Linked DNA regions of Mus musculus: regions 2 and 3 are each linked to region 1. A link is a contact called in public promoter capture Hi-C data. All regions are on one chromosome and are shown on one strand. Each heading gives the region's core, a stretch centred on a gene start, on an enhancer-like site or on the middle of the called end of the contact. The rest is flanking DNA. Distances are from core to core; before and after follow the strand shown.

Region 1 (3,125 bases), core at 342-2,841:
AACCATATTAGCCAATCGACAGCCCTTACAGTTTTTAACAATTTCAGCTGTTTTCAGACTGGCATCTTTAATTATGATGAGGGACTGGTAGACTAAGTCCTGCATTCTCTGGCATCCTATGTGTGAAGAACATTGAATCTTTTTCAGTATGCGTATACCCATTTTCTCTGGTACAATTAGTTTGTGATCAGCTAGCTGTCCTCCATCATCTCTTAGGACACTGAGACATGGACAGGGTTTTGGCTCAGATCACATCTTCTGTCTGATCAGAGAGTATGAGGTTTCCTGGGTCTAGGGCAATCAAGGACATGAGGAGCCCAATTTTTAGGGTCACTCACTGGGCTGTCTCACTGCCCTCTGGGACGGAGTTTAGTCTGTCCTTCTGCCGCCAGAAGGCCTCTCTCTATATAAATAGTCCCATAGATATCAGCAGTAGCAAAGGCACACTGGCTATCTGTGTCTCTTGTCTTTTCTCAGCTGTAACGCCTTGGTCAGAGCTGCCACCAGTTCAGCTTTGTGGGTTGATACTCCTGTCCGGAGTGGCTCTGCACATATGATCTGAGCAGTCATGCAGAGGCCCACCGATCAAGGTCAGGGTCAGGCAGCAGGGCAGCTGAAAAGTCATCCTGGGGCATTCAAGAAGAGAGGCTGGTAATGAGTCACCCTGGCGTCATCTTTAACCAGGAGGCCATTGCTGCACTGGTGTATACACAAGGTGGGGGTCGGCTTCTGGCAATTGGTGACAGATTGGCCATTGTCTGATGCCAAGGCCCTGAGTCCCCTGGCTCTAGGGAGGTCACCTGTAGTTAGCAAAGTAAAGCCTTCTTAGAGGAGGCACAATAGTCCGAACTTTTCAGGGCCCCTAAGAGGTCTTGGTTGTTTCTTTTGTTTCTGTTGCCACTGAAAGTCACTTATAAACTGATGAGGAGACTTTACCTTCAGGTTTTAGCAAGGCAGAAAGTTCAACTTTATTATCTACAAACAAGTTGTTGGGTTCCCTTTCACCTTTAGGGCTGCCCTGGGCTTGGGAGGGGCACCTTTGATCTTTAGCCCCCTCCCTCTTATCTCCTTCTCCTGAGACTATCTGTTTTAGGCATTTCTTATGTGTCCCGTGGTTTGGCTGTGGCTGCTATCAAGATCTTTGCCAGGTCTTGAGTCTGTTGCTTCTGTCCCCTCCTCTGCTTCTCCTCTGCAGTCTCTCTTCTGTTAAATACTCTCTCGGCCACTCTCACTAAGTTTGAGTCCCAGTACCGGTAATAACGTTTTGGAAAGAATCTAAGTAAAGACAGGAATGAATTTCCAGAAATGACATCTTATTAAAATCTGCATAGAAGAAAAACTGAAGAGGAATACAACAAAATAGTTATGTGTCCTCTTTAGTGAGGTAACTGGTAGTTGTTTCCGTGAGTTCACCACAGTTTTGCAACTAGTCTAAGCAACTAGTACAAGTTTTGTTTCCTGGCTGTTGAGAGCATTAACTTTTTTGAAACTACAAGTCCCAGCAGATATTCCGCCGCACCCTTCTGCAGGTCGAACTGCCTGCCGTACATTGATCTCTGGGATTTGTAGTCTGATGATAAAAATAAGGTGGGTCACACACTACCGGCACATATAACTGAAGTGGAGACACAGCCAGATACACCAATAGGTATTGCGTTCCGGGATAGAGTTGCGGGCAGATCACCAATGGTTGTGTCGCTCCTCATGAGTGATGTGACCTCCAGCCTACAGTAGGCCCGTGGGGCGGAGCTGGTGTCGCGGCCCCATTGCGAGCCATGGGAGGCGGCTGGTGGTGGGCTCGGGTCGCGCGCCTGGCCCGCCTGCGCTTCCGGGGGTCTCTGCAGCCTCCTCAGCGGCCCCGCAGCGGGGGCGCGCGCGGGTCCTTCGCCCCGGGCCACGGGCCACGCGCGGGAGCGTCGCCGCCTCCAGTGTCCGAGCTGGATCGCGCGGACGCTTGGCTCCTCCGCAAGGCACATGAGACAGGTCAGTGGCAGGGGCCGGGGTCGTTCGCGCTACAAGGAGAGGGGTTTCAATGTGCACGTGGGAGTGGGTGGCCAGAGTAAGGCAAGCATCTGCTGGGAACAGGGCCTGTGCTCAGCGGGGGCAGCTTCCTCATGTGAGCGCAGGGAACCGGTGTTGGGGGTTGGAGATTTTGCAGCCTGGCCGCATAGGACACCATCTTTCGGGTCCTGGCTAAAGGGGTACAGCAGGGATTAGTGGGGGTGGGGAGGAGGCTACGGTTAGGAAGAAGTAGTTGGCAGCACCACACTGCCTAGGTGAGAGACCGTTCCAGAGGCAGCTGGGAGGGAACAAGTTGCTTGAGACAGGGGTATCCGTTAGGATTACAGACAGAGGGGACCACTTGGAATAAAACAAGAGTGTGGCTACCCGCAGAAGATGGGGAAGTTCCGGATTGGACCAGCGTGTAACCAATGGTAGAGAAGGTGGCTGCTGATTGGAGGGAGAGGTGATCTAGACTGCAGAGGGAGGAATCTCAAACGAGGCAATGAGTTGAGAGATTGGAGCTGGTCTGGTGTTGAATGGGGCTAGTAGTGGGAACAGCCTTTTGGCAGCACTCAGGTACTTGAGTGGTGGGGAGGTGTGGACGCAAGGATGAGGCCATGCTAGGTAGGAGCGGTTACCACACAGGGGAAGGGACAGGCTGGAGAAGTTTGTCCCAGAGGTCTGAGGGAGAGAGGGAAGACCGCAGGATGCACAAGGGAAGACTTGGGAAGACTTTCTATCCTCAAACTTCAATTCGTGCTCTAGATTTTGAACGTCTGGGACAGAAGGGTAAAGGAATGGGACTTGCATGGGGCTTCCCGGAAGGGATCCGCATCTAGAATACTTTTGTCTTGTGGCTGAATAGGGTGAGAGGGGATCTAGGAAGCAGGGCTTGCTGATGCAGAGCTCCATCCCCCAACTCCCCGCAGCTTTTCTCTCCTGGTTCCGAAATGGACTTCTGTCATCCGGCATTGGGGTCATCTCCTTCATGCAGAGTGACATGGGCCGGGAAGCTGCCTATGGTGAGTACAGACCATCCCTATGGGAAATGGGCCCCTCCCCCTTTTCCTCCAGTTCTGAGTCCTCCTACCCTAACAGTTGGAAAAGGAGAGCACTCCCTC
Region 2 (3,125 bases), core at 202-2,701, 2.7 Mb after region 1:
AAGCTCAGCTGGGAAAGGCCAGAAGAACCCTTAGAGATATGGAGGAGCTGTCCATTTTTTTACGCAGGAGTTCTGGGTGGCTCAGAAACCTCTTAGATGGAATTGGGGTGCCTAGAAAATCGCCCAAAGGAAGGGGTAGCTTGTCCCCACCTGGAGGACTTGTGAGGGAAACTGTGTGAAGAGAAACTACCAGTTTATACAGGGAGGGGGGCGAGCAGCCTTAAAACTCTCCCTAATGTAGGGAAAGGCTTAAAACCACCCCAGAGCGCCTATTATCTCTCGAGGTCCTCACCTCCGCCCACTGGAGTCCCCACAACCACAGCAGCAGAAGCAGCAACCGCAGGGGCATCCTTGAAAGGTGATGGAAACTCTGGCCACTCGGAGGCAGTTGGGCTGGAGGGTCCCAAGGCAGAACCAACTCTTGGGCTTCAGTCCAAGTCAGTGCTCACCTGCCAGAAGCACATGGCGTCTGAGGCCACGCCCCCCATTTCCGCACGTGAGGATTTGGGGCGGAGCAGGACTAGGCGCGGCCTCCAGTAGATAAGTGAGGCTGGGATCAGCTAAGCGATTCCCAGGTCCTCCTAAGTGTTGCTGAGGCAGCCAAGGTGGAAGGGAGGGGTGTTTGCTGAGGGGCCTGTTGCCCTAGAGCTGTGACAGGCAGAAGCGTCAGTGTCACCGAGAGGCTAGACCGGAGGGACTCTTGGGAACCTGAGACCTCCTTAGAGAGGAGAGACTAGAAACTGTCAGTCAAGCCCTGAAGGGAATTTGAACCGATCATTTGAGTTCGCATCAATTTATATAGAAGATAAAAGCCCAATCTTCTAAAACTTCCCTGGCTTCAAGAAGTCAGAGGGACAGCGCTCTCCCAGCATCTAAATATTTAGGGAACAGAGAGATATTAGACCCTGGGTTTCTGACTTTTGGACGTTAGATGCTCTGAAAATCCTTCTAACCCAACTATCACCCCCGCCCAGACAATGTGAATGCAGAGTTTCAAAAGGGAATCTCAGAGCTACAGAAAAGAAAAAATATAAGACAAACAAACAAACAAAAACACCAAAAACCAAAAAACCAAAACAAACAAACAAAAAATCACGGACTCAGTTATAAGGTATAAGAACAGAAAGACTTGGGGACAATGAGACACAAGCGAGAGATCAGAGCCTAAAGGGCAAAAAAGGAGATAAAGACAAAACTGTGGCTCAGAGACAGAGGAAGTGACTAGGGAAGAGACAGAGAAGGGGAAAGAGTAGAAAAAGCCCATTTAGAGATTAAAAGAGGTGAAGAGATGACAGGTCAGAGAGGCAGAAAGAGACAAAGATTGAGATAGGGGGACAGTCAAGGGAGAGATGGGCCCAGGGCAAGGGCTTGATGGAGACCCCTTACCTGCACGGAGTCCTGTTCGCAATCTCCACTGACACAGCTGCCCTGCCTCGCCTGCCAGAGAGCTCTGGAAGAGGTGACAGGCGCTGGCAGCCTGGGGTGTTGGGAGGGGGCGGGGCCAGGGCGGACCAGAGAACAGGAGGGGGAGCTCTGGGGAAGAGTGGGAACCGTGGAGCAGGCACGTTTATCACAGCCATTGTGTCACGTAGAGGGAACAGTCACACAGTTATGGTTCCCCCCTCCCCCAGGCCACAGAACACACTATGCCAGCCAGCCACTTACACAGCCTCTCACGCTGCCTCACACAGGATCCCAAATGCTGAGCAGGAGAGCGACAGAGACTCACAGAGTGAGACTCCGTGAGTAACAAGTTCATTCATAGCTCTACAACTAGGACTATGCTGAGAGAGCCAGTCTTTCACCCACAGCTTCCCAATCACTTGCAGGGACAAGCGGCTGTGTGCCCTGGGACGTGGACACTTCACATATGTGTAAACACAGCCTATAATCTTAATTACCACTGCCTTTCTGTTGTCATTGTTTGGTGTATATGTATGTCATTGTATATGTGTGTACGTGTACATGTGTATGCGTGAAGGACCAGAGGACAACCTCTGATGTGATTCTTTTTTTAAAATTTTTTTTATTATTATATGTAAGTACACTGTAGCTGTCTTCAGACACTCCAGAAGAGGGAGTCAGATCTTGTTACGGATGGTTGTGAGCCACCATGTGGTTGCTGGGATTTGAACTTCGGACCTTCGAAAGGGCAGTCGGATGCTCTTACCCACTGAGCCATCTCTCCAGCCCCTCTGATGTGATTCTTAAGTGTTGTCTACTTCCTTTGATTTGGTCTTTCAAGACAAGATTTCTCTGTGTAGCCCTGGCTGTCCTTGAACTCATTACATAAACCTGGCTGCCCTTGAATGCAGAGATCTGCCTGCCTCCGACTCCCTGGTACTGGGATTACAAGCATACACTACCCAGCTTAATTTATCTTGCTGCATGCATAACAAGGACTTTACCAAGTGAACCATTGCTCCAATCCCTGATTTGTCTTTCTTTGTTTTAATTTTATGTGCATGCATGGAGGCATGTGTACCATATTCATGCAGTGCCTGAGGAGGCCAGTAGAGGGCACTGGATCCCCTAGAACTGGAGTTACCCATGGTTGTGAGTCTCCCCATGGGTGCTGAGAACTGAATTCTGGATCCTCCTGAAGTGTTCTTAACTGCCATTTCTCCAGTCCTGTTTCGTTTGTGGTTTTGGTGTGTGTGTGTGTGTGTGTGTGTGTGTGTTTTAAGAAAACAGAGTCTCATTCTATAACCGAGGTGATCTCCAACCTTGGATCTCCTGCCTCAGCTTTTCAAGTACTGAGATTCAGATTTCAATGGCACAGGCTCATGCAATGACCACATCTGGCTCCACATTTGGCAGCAGCACTATCAATCACTCGATAGCCGCAACTGGTCTGTGTCCCTCAGGAGGACTGGACATCCAGAGCAGAGCCTCAAGCAATGAGTGTCCAGGACATAAATGTGCCTGGCTGTGTGGTGATGCACACACCCATTCAATCCTCTCACAACCCAAGCTGAAACACACACGCACACACACACACTGTGCTGAGTGGCCACATCTGAAAACACTGTCCCTTGTGACATACATCACAATCCCCCAGAGACTATACTGTGTGTAACAGCATAAACTCCTCAGGGAACACCAAGATGCCCATTCTCTCATTG
Region 3 (3,125 bases), core at 334-2,833, 2.7 Mb after region 1:
AAAACAAAACAACCAAACAAAAAAGCTGGGCATGGTGGCATATGCCTTTAATCCCAGCACTCGAGAGGCAGAGGCAGGCAGATTTCTGAGTTCGAGGCCAGCCTGGTCTACAAAGTGAGTTCCAGGACAGCCAGGGCTATACAGAGAAACTTTGTCTCAAAAAACAAAAACAAAAACAAACCAAAAGTCATGGATGTGCAAAATGTTGACTATTGAACCTCAAATAGGATTACACTCCTAATATCAAGATCACAAACCACTAACTGCCCCCCAACCCCCACACAGTCTCACCTTATACCAGCTCAGGTTTATGTAGTCAGGCTGGACTCCAAATCATAAAAGGTTATATGTGTGAATTACCACAGCCAGCTCAGACCACAAGCCTTAACACTGAAAACCCCAAATCCTAGAGGAAGGATATCCAGGGTATAAAAAAAAAAGAAAAAAGAAAAACCCTCACCACCCCAAATGTAGTGGGAATACCCAAGGGGTGCTTCCCCTTCTCAGAAGAGAAGGAGAGGGGCACTGGGGGAGGACCTACCAGAGGGGTAGGAGGGACTGAGAGGAGAGGAGGGCTGATATTGGGATGTAAAGTGAAAAAAAAATTTTAAAAAGATTTATTTATTTATTATATGTAAGTACACTGTAGCTGTCTTCAGGCACCCCAGAAGAGGACACCAGATCTCACTACAAATGGTTGTGAGCCACCATGTGGTTGCTGGGATTTGAACTCAGGACCTTCATTAGAGCAGTGAATGCTCTTAACCACTGAGCCATCTCTCCAGCCTCGAAAAAATAATTTTTAAAAATGTGTTTCATGTCCTACAATAAATATCTCTAAACTCTAAAACTGTCCCTTCAGATCCTCACATTGTGATTTCCTTCTTAGAAAACTTAGACCTCACGCATGCATCCCACTGAGACCTGGAACCCTAAATTGACACCTATACGCAATGAGTAGCACGACGACTCCAGGCTTTAAAATTAATTCTCAAAGACCCAAGCCGTGCCCACTCCAGAGCCTATTTTCCTGCTTTGATGGTCTCCACTGATACTGAAAAGCCCCAACCCTGTCAAATTAGACCTCTGACCCTCCGAACGTAACCCCTGGAACCCCAAACTAAGATTTCCAGATCTCCCGTCTTCAGCTTCCAAAAGCCGAGCCTCGAACAGGAGACCCCATGTCTCAAACGCCACTAATAACTTTCCAGAAACCCAGCCTGGATTCCCTCAAACACAAAGTCTACCCTCAAACCGGTCTCGAGCTCTGGGGTCCCTCTCCATCCGACCTAGAGCTCCCTAGGGGGTCACGGCCGCAGGGTGTGACTCTGACGACTCCTCACCATCTCCCCGCTACCTCAAGCCAGCTAGAGCCAGGGCGTCTGCCGCCCCACACCCGTTGGTCACCAGCACTCACCTCAAGATTTGCAATATGGCGTTAAGCCTCGACTTCTGCTTTGGCACTGGGCTCACGCTTCGACAGTCTGAAGGCTCCGGCAGCGGCTCGCGCGGCTCCCGCGGCTCGCGGGGTCCCAGGGATGCAGACCGCGTGCCTCCCGACGCGCAGACCGAGCGAAGAATGGCAGGGCGCGAGGCTGTGGCGCGAAGGCACCAGAGCGCCTGAGGCGAGGCCACGCCCCCTCCACGTTCCCGCCACGCGGTGCCAGGCACGAGCAGAGGAGCGTTGGAAAAGGGCAGTGCGGCGAGTGCGCACGCGCACCCGGGGCAGGGCACGGGCCACAGCTCCGACACGTGCTCCCGCTCCCGCGCTCGCAGCATCAGCCAATCAGCTCTTGCTCCATTACCCGCCCTTTCCTCAGGCCACGCCCTCTGTTTTGCCCCGCCCCCTGACCTATTTACCTCAGACCCCAGCAGGATTTGCCAGGTGTCCGCAAGCGCGAGGTGTCTGTACTCCCCCTGCTGGCCCTCCTGTGTCCCCATCCGACCCTTTCGCTTTAGGGCGCATCTGCTTAAAGACCACTGTGTGTCAAGTACCTTGTTCAGGCGGCTAACTTCGCCACCTTTCCCTGAAACGAGGCTTTGTAGACCCCATGGAAATGCCAGTTCCTGTAGCTGCAAACAAAGTAACCTTTAGTGTCTGAGTGTGGATCCAGTCTTGCTATATAGCCCAGGCTTGCCTACTACTTGTAACCGTTTTGTCTCAGGTCTGTCTGGAACGCAAGGAATGCACTACCTTGTAACTCAGGTTACAAACTACACAATTTATTTTTAAAAAGCATTTTAGTTTTAACTAGGTATACATGTTGGGGGGGTGGGGGGGAGGAATACTGCACGCAGGTGTCCCCAGATGCCAGAGGCATCAGATGCCCCTAGAGCTGGAGTTTTAGACAGGGGCTTCTAGGGGCATCTTCAGGGGCAAATGCAAATTCTCTGCAAGAGCGATGTCTTCCTAACCTCTGAGTAGTCTTTCCAGCTTCATCTTTATTTTTTGACACAGCGTCTCATACCCTTGACCAGGCTAGTCTCAAACTCACAGAGGTACACTAACCTCGGCGTCCAAAATGGTGCGATTAAAAGTGTGTGCCACCACGGCAGATTCAAACCGTACATTTTGGAAATGCTGCCAAGATTCCTGCCCTTCTGGAGGCTCTGTTCTACCTGTGATGTGAACATAGTGCCTGGGCTTTTCCTCACTTCGATATCTTGTTTTCTTTATTTGCCAATTAGGAGGTGGTGGTAGGCAAGTGTGGGGAGTGAGATGAAGGTGAGAAATGGGAGAGAAAGTTTGGGAAAACTCATATATTATTAATTATTTGTCAACTAACATGATAAATCAATAAAGTTGTTCTTCCTAAACTCTTCATCCCTCGCTAACGTCCCTTTGAAGTAGCCTCGATTCTCTTTTCAAGGGCCTCGGGCCAAAATGGAGGCGGCTGGACTCTATTTCCCAGATACCCTCGCGGGAGAATTTTCTGCGCCTGCGTATTTTAGTGTGCCCTTAGCCTCCTGGTAATTAGAGTTTCTGTCTCTCAGCCCGCCTAGTTTGTTTCCTACTCCACCTCCAAGTTACCGTATTGCATCTTGGGAGCTGTAGTCCATGGCCGCCCGTACTCTAATTCCCAGTGGGCTTCGGGGCCAGAACCCGGAAGGGGAGGCTGGAGAGG

What was found. Promoter capture Hi-C pulls out the DNA fragments that hold promoters and counts their contacts. Capture Hi-C pulls out chosen DNA fragments and counts their contacts.
Region 2: a contact with region 1 is called in a promoter capture Hi-C map of liver, with 4 times the contacts expected there. The contact joins the promoter of Gipr here to the promoter of Tmem160 in region 1. A contact is called at or near these places in 1 of 39 promoter capture datasets (liver) and 1 of 115 datasets of contacts at active chromatin or transcription factors (stem cell-derived neural progenitor cells).
Region 3: a contact with region 1 is called in a promoter capture Hi-C map of adipose tissue, with 3 times the contacts expected there. The contact joins the promoter of Bhmg1 here to the promoter of Tmem160 in region 1. A contact is called at or near these places in 1 of 484 Hi-C or Micro-C datasets (B cells) and 2 of 9 other capture datasets (adipose tissue and pancreatic islet).

What each region holds. Positions count from the first base shown.
Region 1 is chr7:16,451,188-16,454,312 of GRCm38.p6, forward strand. Tmem160 (transmembrane protein 160) reads left to right here and starts at 1,592. Exons shown (of 3, transcript NM_026938.1): 1 at 1,592-1,983; 2 at 2,934-3,026. The coding sequence starts at 1,776.
Region 2 is chr7:19,164,676-19,167,800 of GRCm38.p6, forward strand. Gipr (gastric inhibitory polypeptide receptor) reads right to left here and starts at 1,452. Exons shown (of 14, transcript NM_001080815.1): 1 at 1,387-1,452; 2 at 293-449. The coding sequence starts at 349.
Region 3 is chr7:19,116,761-19,119,885 of GRCm38.p6, forward strand. It overlaps Bhmg1 (basic helix-loop-helix and HMG-box containing 1), which reads right to left and starts at 1,584. Exons shown (of 13, transcript NM_001370811.1): 1 at 1,418-1,584. It overlaps Fbxo46 (F-box protein 46), which reads left to right and starts at 3,099. Exons shown (of 2, transcript NM_175530.3): 1 at 3,099-3,125.